Regions from separate parts of the Ovis aries genome. Here region 2 is linked to region 1. The links are chromatin contacts, called in public Hi-C maps. All regions are on one chromosome and are shown on one strand. Each heading gives the region's core, a stretch centred on a gene start, on an enhancer-like site or on the middle of the called end of the contact. The rest is flanking DNA. Distances are from core to core; before and after follow the strand shown.

Region 1 (4,808 bases), core at 691-3,190:
GACAGAATGTGTTGTTTGGATTAATTGTAAAGAAAATGGTCAGTAGCAGATGTAATGAGGAAATAAGTAACATCCAGTCATTTCAAGCCACTGAGTTGGATCTTGTAAAACTGGCAGTGAACTATTTTAAGAGAAAACAAAATTTGATTTTAGCTAGTGAGGTGGAAACAGCTTATTTTAAAAAGTGAGAATGAGGCAAAATAAAACTAGATTAGAGGCAAAATAAAACTAGATTAGAGGCAAAATAAAACTAGATTAAATGCAAAGGTGTTCATCTAGGGTACTTTGTATCTTTGTTTTATAATCAGGCATTAAATAAAAATGTCAGTGAGTATGCCACTACTATATATAAGATAAATAACTAATAACCTACTGTATAGCACAGGGACCTCTACTTAATACTCTGTAATGACCTGTATGGGAAAAGAATCTAAGAAAAAGTGGCTGTATGTATATGTATAACTGATTTACTTAACCGTATAGCAGAAACTGACTTGACATTGTAAATCAACTCTAATACAATTTTTTAAAAAGTAGTATGTCAGTGGGAATGACTTTCGATCATATGATTGTATGACTTATGATTGTAAACTCATAATGTTATCAGTACTTAATTTAATTAAAATAATGAATGTATTAGGAAATCTACTTTTGTTAGATAATATTATTTAATCAGGTAGGTTGTTTCATAATTTTTTCCCTAAGGGTAAAAAGCCACTGTATCTCTTCAGATTGTTAAATAGCTATATATCAGCAGTGTCCTGTTTTCTGAACATTCATAAATTCAATGTATGTCCTTTAGATTTATGAGTGTATTTTTCCAAGTCAGCCTTATGGGTTGTATTCCCTTTTGGTTTGGCAAAATAGTGATTCCTTTCTTTAATATGCATTTGTCCATTTTTGGCTGTGTTGGGTCTTTGTTGCTGCATGGGCTTGTCGGTGCGGTAGCTTCTCTTGCTGCAGAGCCCAGGCTCTAGGGCTCATGGGCTTCAGTGTGTGGCACGTGGGCCCAGTAGTTGGAGCTCTTGGGCTCCAGAGCAGAAGCTCAGTAGTTGTGGTGCATGGGCTTAGTTGGCCCAAAGCCTGTGGGATCTTCCCGAATCAGGGATTGAACCTGTGTCCCCTGCATTGGTAGGCGGATTCCTTACCACTGAGCCACCAGGGAAACCCAAACTGGGGAATTCTTAATACTTGGAAAGTATATAATATAATTAGTGATAGGATGTATAGTGTAAAACAAAGAGCTAAATTGGCAAATACTGATCTATGCAGGCATTTACTGTCTACTGTTTCTATGAAAACTAATAGTTTAAGTCTAACATATATAGCTAGCTTGTTACACCTTGAGGGCACATGCACGGTTAATTTCTTTGTTTTTAAAACAGACTGGATTCAGTGATTGGGTGATGTTGTATTATTGACATGTCTTTGATCAACTTGGTGAAATTAACTTGTTTGATGTGCTTTGGTTCTGTTCATGGAACCAGCCCGTCAGTGCTTCTGTTTACCCACTTTTTGAGGAGTAAGGAAGTGGAGGAGGTAGCATTTGCCAACTAAGGTGGACAGGAAAGCAAGGGAGAAATGTAACCCCATTTTGAAAAGTTCTGTCGACACTCATTAACCACTCAGTCCCGGTACTTCCTGTTTCCAAAACTGTTTTAATGCCAGCCTACCCTCCACTATGAGATTGTTTATTGCCTTCAGCAGAATTCCTGGCATATTTGAGGCTCTGCCCCTCTAATTCCTGCCGGATCCCCAAGCCACAACTGGCTCAGTCGCTCTCCTGCCTTCATTCTGTCCCTGGTCAGGACCTCACAGGGTAAATACAATTTAACCCTCGTGATTGTTCTGGGGTGCTCCTGCCGTGCCTTCTGAGTCCAGCCTTTGTGCTGTCTGTCTGTCATTGTCTTGGCTCTGAATGAAGCCTGACAACTCAGCCCTGCCTAACAAACGTTAGACACTCACCTCCCTTCCTTTAGTAAACATACTCATGGTAGGTGTTGTGTACCCTTGCCTGCAGTGCTGGTGAAATATTTCCTAAGGTTAATAAAAGGTATTTGTAGGGGAGGTGTGTTTGAAGGGTGGAGCAGTGAGAGGGTAGGAGGAAAACAAAGATAAGGTTTCTATTGCTGAACAAAAGATAAGTTTCTGAGTTTGAATAGGTGAAGCCCACTCACCTGAGATATTTGGTGACCTGCGCAGGTAGCAGCTGAGATGCTGGGTCATGGGAGTGATGAGTCCTTATTAGCAGATGTTAATCTAAACAGCAACCCTGAGAAGGGAAGATAAGGAACCAGGCTCAGAAGGCAGCCCCCACACACGTCTTGAAATGAGTTGACTTATGTTTGAACTCTGGCCTTTCCATGACTAGTTGTGTGAATTTGGATAAGTGCCTTGGCCCAGGGATCCCCAACTGTCAGGATCTAATGCCTGATGATCTGAGATGGAGCTGATGTAATAATAATAGAAATAAAGTGCACAGTAAATGTAATGTCCCTGAATCATCCCAAAACCACTCCTGCCCCCTGTTTATGGAAAAATTGTCTTCCATGAAACTGGTTCCTGGAGCCAGAAAAGTGGAGGACTGCTGCCTCAGCCGCTCTGGCACTCAGAATCTACCTCCAGTGTTGTGAAAATGCACTATGTGGGGACATTTAGGACTGTTCAGCCCACATGCTAATATTTATTGAGTAATCATTTTAGGTATTTATATTGTTGAACCAAGGTCATCCAGCTAATACGTGGCAGAGTTGGCTTTGGGCTCCTCAGACTTTAAAGCTTAGCTCTTTCTCCTGTTTCATAACCACCACTACTGCTGCCACGTCTCTTTTTACCAGGAAGAAAAACAGATCAATTCTTAGTTGCCTCCCTTACCATTTTCTGGCCCGGTTCCCATGTGGTCGGTGTAGATGACCTTGGACAGTTGTGTTGCAGGTACCCAGGACTGGAGAACTTCCTCTTACTGTTTTTTTTTTTTATTTTTTAAAATAATTTTATTTAGTTATTTATTATTGGCTGTGCTAGGTCTCCATGCTATGTGCAGGCGCTCTCCAGTTGCAGTGAGTGGGGGCTACTCTCTAGTTGTGGTGTGCGGGCTTCTCATTGCGGTAGGTTCTCTTGCTGCAGAGCACTGCCTCAGTACTTGTGCACGGACTTAGTTGCTCCTCGGCATGTACGATCTTCCTGGATCAGGGATCGAACCTGTGTCTCCTTCCTTGGCAGGCAGATTCTTTACCACTGAGCCACCAGGGGAAGCCCCATCTTACTCATCGTTCACTCCAGTTAACTGTGGATTTTGTCCTGTTTCTTAAAAAATATGTAAATAGAATTGTTGTTTTGGTGTTAAGAAGCTGAGTTATACTGTAATTTTTAACAAATAGGCAAATGCCATAAAGTTGGTTTTAAATATTGCTGTACTATGGCTATCATTTTATTTGTGGATAGAGAAACTGTTGAACCTGCTTTTAAAAAACACTTTAGTAAGGGGAGAAAATACCGCCTTGGTGATCTCCATCCCCTATGTTCGTCATCATGGAGAAAAAGGCTTATCGCTGAACTATGAACAAACTTAATTCTCCAAGTAATCTCTAATTTGTATTCCTTTTCTCATTCACACATAGCTAGAAGGATTTGAGGTTATTCTTTAGCGATTGGAATAATGGTATTTTAAAGATTAGACAGAGGAGAAGATGATGGCTTCAGCATTAGTAATAGAAGCCCAAATAAGCTTTTAAAAGGTCGTGGTTCTTAAGTGTTTCCCATCTGGAGGGAATGGTAACAGTTGGCATACATGCTGTCTTCCAGTTTACATTTCTGTTGGAAATTTTCAGGTGTCTTCCCTAGTACCCTGAGTGCTGGCAGCAGCTGGTGGCAAAGTTAAGTAAATGAATTAGGATAAGATTTTCCAAGCTGCATCCATTAGTGGATCACAGAATCAATTTAGTGGGTCACAAGAAGCATTACCTGGAGTAGGAAATGGCAACCCACTCCAGTATTCCTGCCTGGAGAATTCCATGGACAGAGGAGCCTGGAAGGCAACAGTTCATGGGACTGCAGAGAGTCAGACCCAACTGAGCCACTAAGCAAGAAGCATTACCCCCTGCTACCTCCCCCCCCCCCAAATAGTGAAAATTATCAGAGTGTATATAGGCTGGTATTGCTTCTGGAAACTTCTACTTCAGTTTGTTTTAGTGTGGGCTTGTTATTGGGTCCCTGTGTATAAAGACAATTACAGACAGGAAAAAAAAAAAAAGTTTGGAAGGCACTGATCTGAGGTGTTTTTGAAAGTTTATCAGCTTGAGAGCAAGTCTAAATGTTGCATGGAAGGGAAGTTCTTTAGCTGAGTCCTTGACATTGGTTTTTGTATAGGGTTCACAGAATGAAATTTAGAAACACAGTGTGGTAACTCAGAGATTTTTTTTCCCCCAAAGCTAACATATATTTTATAAATAGAAAGTAAGGTTTATGATTTTAACGCCAGTGGTTCATGGATGAAATTACCAAATAAAGTTGATAGTGCCTTCCTAATTATCGTATCACATGTACCGTTGTGTTTGTAGATTTTGTACTATAGACTGAATTTAAAATTTTTAAATTTGATTCTTAAATACTTGGGTTCATACTTAGTTTGGCATTTGTAAGATTATAAACTAAAGGGTAGTGATTTTTGTTCCTTGAATTACCTTGAAAACTTTTTAAATGAAACATTTTTCATGGCCTTTGGCTATATTTTGCTTTTGAATATTTCATTTAAGTAGGTAAAACTATCCTGTCTTAATTAAGCTTTTTAGATTCTTTGTTTTATTTTT
Region 2 (4,808 bases), core at 805-3,304, 35 kb before region 1:
CTCTGGCTGAGTGGAGCCATGGGTATGTGTTTGGAGGAAGTAGAAAGACCCCAGGAAGGTCATCAAGGTGACATCAAAAAATGTGTTGCTCTATGGGGTACTGTGTGAAGGAACTTGAACTGGGTCATGTAGTAGGAATTGGACATCCTTTAAAGGACTTTTTATTTTATTTATTTTTAATTGGAATGTAATTGTATTACGATATGTTTGTTTCTACAGTACATTGAGGTGAATCAGCTATGTGTGTGTGTGTATATATATATACATATACCCCCTCCCTCTTGAGCCTTGCTCCTGCCCTCCCCATCTCTCCCCTCTAGGTCATCACAGAGCACGGAGCTGAGCCCCCTGTGCTATATAGTAGCTTCCCACTAGCTAAGGGTTTTAAGAGCAGATTGGAACTTTGAAATTTCACTGGGGAAGCAATCTGGAGGAAAAGCATGTGTGAGATGGGAGGCTGGGGATATTGGGAGGCTACTGCTACAGGGTGATGACAGAGCCCAAAGGCCAGCTGTGGTAGAACCGGAGGGATGGGGGCAGGGAGAGCCATCAAGGCATCATGGAGAACTGAGTCCCATGTGGGCATGGGGAAAATCTAGGCCAGATCCCAGATTCTGGTTTCGTGACTGGTGGATCCATTGTCAAGAGCAGAGCCTACACAACCTAAGAACGGGAGAGAAGGAAGACTTGTGGGGAACAGAGTGGATAAAGTTCACACAGGTGAATTTTTGGGCTTGGAAGACACTGTCTCTCTAAATCCTGTGGCAAAAATAAAAAAACAAACAAACAAACAAAAAACAACAACAACAACAACAAAAAAAAATCCTGTGGCAGGTGATCCCCGCCCCCCCCCCCCCCACCCCGCTGCCAGCTGGCTTCAGAGCCTAGGGATGACCAAACTCTAAAGTGTTGTGACTTCAGAGCATCTTTGGAGGAAGTTATTGGTTCGTGTGCTCAGTTGCTAAATTATGTACGAGACTCTTTGCAACCCCATGGACTGTAGCCTGCCAGGCTCCTCTGTCCACGGGATTATCCCAACGAAGAATACTGGAGGGGGTTGCCATTTCCTTCTCCAGGAGATCTTCCCAACCCAGGGATGGAAGCGGAGTCTCCTGCACTGGCAGGTAAATTCTTTACCCCTGAGCCACCGGGGAAGTCCCAACTGGTTTACCAAAACCCATAATTGATATGACTTTTTTGTGTGATCATGACCCAAGCTGTTTTGGTCAGAAAGGTTTGCCCATAAATAAGTGCTTATTCATCTGCGGCCAAGAAAATTAAAATCTTTTGATCTAAAAGCCATTACCTGTTGTCTTTATTGTTTGTTACCCTGAAACAGATACCTCCCCCAACTTTTTATTTTTTTTAACCTGCTGTGATTCAGGTAGATTGTAATCTAAGAGTCTTAGGGTTGGTCAGAAAAGCAATTCGCTCTAAGAGAGCTGAGAAAAATGAAAACTTGAGAGGAAAAAAGAAAAGAGGCAAAACAAACCTTTTTCTCCTTTCCTATAAATTTAAATACCCTTTCATGAATGAGGAGGAGGAGTCTGAACAAATTACCCGGTCTCTGGATTTCAGGCCCTGGTTGGCCAGTAAATTTGTACAGTTACAAAACAAATCTGATTCCCTGTCCCTTTGAGTTTTCTCTGGAGACGTGTTGGCAGGACTTTAACGGGGAAGCTTGAATCCAGACAGCAGCAGCCAAACACTCCACAGTGCTTGTGCTTGCGGGGGTGGTGGTAGTGGTGGCGGGCTGTGTGTGTGTAATTTAATTTCCCATTTCCCTCATCTGGTGATACTCAGTTTTTTGTTCCAATACAGTATTCTCTCTCCTTCGAGAGTTCCCAAAGCGAACCAAACTAAAACCACAGAAGGAAAACCTCCGGAACCAAACCCGCTGACTTTTTCCCGGTATAGCCCTAGTGGGCCCCGGTCCGGAGCGCGGAGCTCCAGCCAGCGCGGCGGGGCGTGTCCGAGGGCGTGGCCTCGGCAACCTCGCCCCGCCCCCGCCCCGCCCCGCCGCTTAATTCGGAAGCTCCGGGCCGCGGGGTGTGAAAGAGCCGCCCAGCGCCGGACGGGTAGCAGCCGCCGTCAGAACCGCCGCCCGGGCCGCTCTCAGCTGTTGGGCCGCTGGGTGCCGCCGCGGCCGCCCGGAGCGAGCGCCGGGGAGGGAGCCGCGCGCCTTTGTGCGCGCGCCGAGGTGGGTTCGCCTCCAGCACTTACTTTGCACACAAAGACTGGGAGCTGAGGGGAGGCGGGGTGCCCGCCAGGGCTACGGCGCGGCCGCCCACCTTGCTCTGACCCCCGGCGCGAGGCTTTCCCGGGGTGGGAAGGGCCGCCAGGCTTCCCCTCCCGGCGGCTGGCGCTGGGGTGGGGGTCCTGGCGTGCGGGGGTTGGGGGGTTACGGTGCGCAGGGCGGTGGGCTTGCGGGGAGCCCCGGCCACCCCGCGCGGTGCAGGGGACAGGTCCGGGGTGCGGGGTCGGGGCGTGGCAGGGCCCGCGTGCGAGGAGTCCCCAGTGCCCGGGGGTGCAGGGGATACGGGGGGCGCCGCCAGGGAGGCGAGCCTGGGCGGCCGCTCCGCTCGGCTTATTGTTGCTTCCTCGGCCCTGAAAATGGAGAGACCCTGCTTGGAGGGATGCGCTGCCCACCGGCTGCGCCGCGCGCGGCCAGATGCCGAGCCCGGGGCGCCCGGCTCGCCCCTCGCAGCCCTGGCCGCCGCGGAGCCTCTGCCTGGACAAACAAAGGAGGGGCCGCGGGGGGTGAGGGGGGGTGTTGCGCCGCTGGTTGAAGGGTGATCGGGGCACTGTTTCCCAAACAGCCTGCAAGTAACTTTTCCATTTCTGTCTCCTCTCCGCTCCGCTCTTACTGCTCCAGTGAACCCAGTATGTTGGGTGGCGTCTGTACCCAAGGAGTCCTAAAATTTTGATTCTCATAACTCCTTCCCCGAGCATCTTCGGGTCCTCTCTGGAATAGCGTGGATGCCTCTGGCCAAGTTTTGACGAGCTTTATAGGGAATGGTAACAGTCAGTCCTTCTGAAATATGAAGAGGAATCCCATAGAGGATAAATGGCAGATCTTCTCTGTAGTAAGATACCATAGCCTGCCTTTTGCGGGAAGACTTGAGTCAGTGACAGTAGAGCAAAGTTCTTTGATGAGAATGAGTGTGATATTCAAGACGAATATAGAAAATTGGAATAAGGCCTGTTAGGCTTTATATTTTTAACTTGCCAACAGGTACTTAGTTTCTGTTCGGACCGTGTCCCCCTTTCATCACGTTGGAGATTTCAGCTGTACAAATTGCTTTAAGTTGAGATAGTATCTGAGGTGCATGTCTAGAGATTTCTTAATGCTAGTAGTTTCCAGTTTAAAGCTTTTAGGTGTAAAATTATATATGTTTATTAACAAATTGAAAAGAAACATAGGGAAAAAAGAGTCACTCGTACCCAACCACCCAGACATACCCTAGAATAAAGGCTTGTTTGCTTCATTTATGGCTTGGCAGCCCTGGTGTGAAGTGTGTGTGTGTGTGTGTGTGTGTGTGTGTGTGTGTAGATGAATGTGAATGAATGAAGGAGTTACTGATTATTAATCTTGACCACTGCCATTGGTCTAAAATATGATCTCTAATAACCTTAGTCTACAATAGTGTTTTGCCAACAAATTGTTTGAAATATATTTCCTTATAGCCTTGCAAATAACCACCTGTGCAGAAGGGGGAGGGAAGAAGTAGGAAAAAACAATGCAAGTTCCACTGAAATAGGAAAGAATGGACTGATGAAAGTGTTTAATGTACTCTGTTCCTTGGATTTCAGGAGTAGCTTTGGGTTGACTTTTTTAAAAAATAAAAGCAACCTTTCATTTTAAAAAATGTTAAAAAAATAAAATTGTGTTCTAAGATCCATGAAAAATTGTAACAGAAAAGAACTCGTTGTAGAATCAGGAATAGTTATGGTTTTGTAGCTGGTGACATGCTTGCTTCTAAAAGACCTTACATTGGGAAAGTAAAACAAGAAGGATTTTCCTGTGAGTGTAGAGAGTAGTTTTTAAGTGCCTGTGTTCTGGGAAAAAACAAACAAAAAACGCGTTCAACCACACATTTGGCCGCTGAATGTTTTTGTCATTATATACTTTTATTTTCCACTTGTAAAATTTTCCCACATTTAATTTCTCCAGTATGAAAATTTTAAAAGAGGTCTTGGAATTGACTGTTCAGAAGTGCTTGATTGATGATTAGGATGATGCAATGTTTTTTGAAGTTAGAAAAATTTACGAGAAGGAAGTTGTGGTTACGTGCTGTCAGGTGCAGTCTGTGTTCCTGTTTCTAACGTGGGGCTCGTTACTCTGCATATGTGTTTGGGGGGTTTACAATGCAGTACAGTTGACTCTCCAAACCCCTGAGTTTCACATCCCCATGGTCAACCAATCAAGTATTGAATCTGCAGGTGCCAAACCCCAAGATGCAGAGGGCCAACTGTATTCATCATACTGCACTGTTTTATATAGGGACGTGAGCATCTGTGGATTTTCGTGTCCTCAGGGGTCCTACAACCAATACCCATAGACACAAGGTCAACAACAGTGACCTGTGAGTGTCAAGTTTGTGACCTGTTGTGATAACGGTACCTTTCTCCATCCAGAAGTCAAAAGAAACTAAAATAGGGACTATCAGAATCTCTCAGTCTTATTTTTCAACCCTCCTGTGACCTGGAACAGTCTGAGCAGCACAGCCAAGCTGGACGTGAGGTCAGAGTTGAGTCGTTTTGCTCTGAAAAGTTCTTTTGCCTCACAGGGAGGAGAGAAAAGTTTG

What was found. A called contact is a pair of places that touch in the nucleus more often than the background predicts.
Region 2: a Hi-C map of liver shows a contact between it and region 1, with 2.2 times the contacts expected there. The contact joins the promoter of FAM107B here to the enhancer-like site in region 1. A contact is called at or near these places in 6 of 16 Hi-C or Micro-C datasets (blood, liver, mixed tissues and 1 more).

Annotation. Positions count from the first base shown.
Region 1 is chr13:28,600,768-28,605,575 of ARS-UI_Ramb_v3.0, reverse strand. All of the region lies in intron 1 of FAM107B (family with sequence similarity 107 member B), which reads left to right. Among named protein-coding and RNA genes, the nearest start is that of FAM107B, 36 kb to the left of the region's middle. Within about 2 kb of position 1,940, at least 18 of the 54 cell types and tissues checked have an H3K27ac peak or open chromatin away from gene starts, as enhancers often do. A contact at or near this core is called in liver, where this site is marked.
Region 2 is chr13:28,636,043-28,640,850 of ARS-UI_Ramb_v3.0, reverse strand. FAM107B (family with sequence similarity 107 member B) reads left to right here and starts at 2,054. Exons shown (of 5, transcript XM_042230569.1): 1 at 2,054-2,200.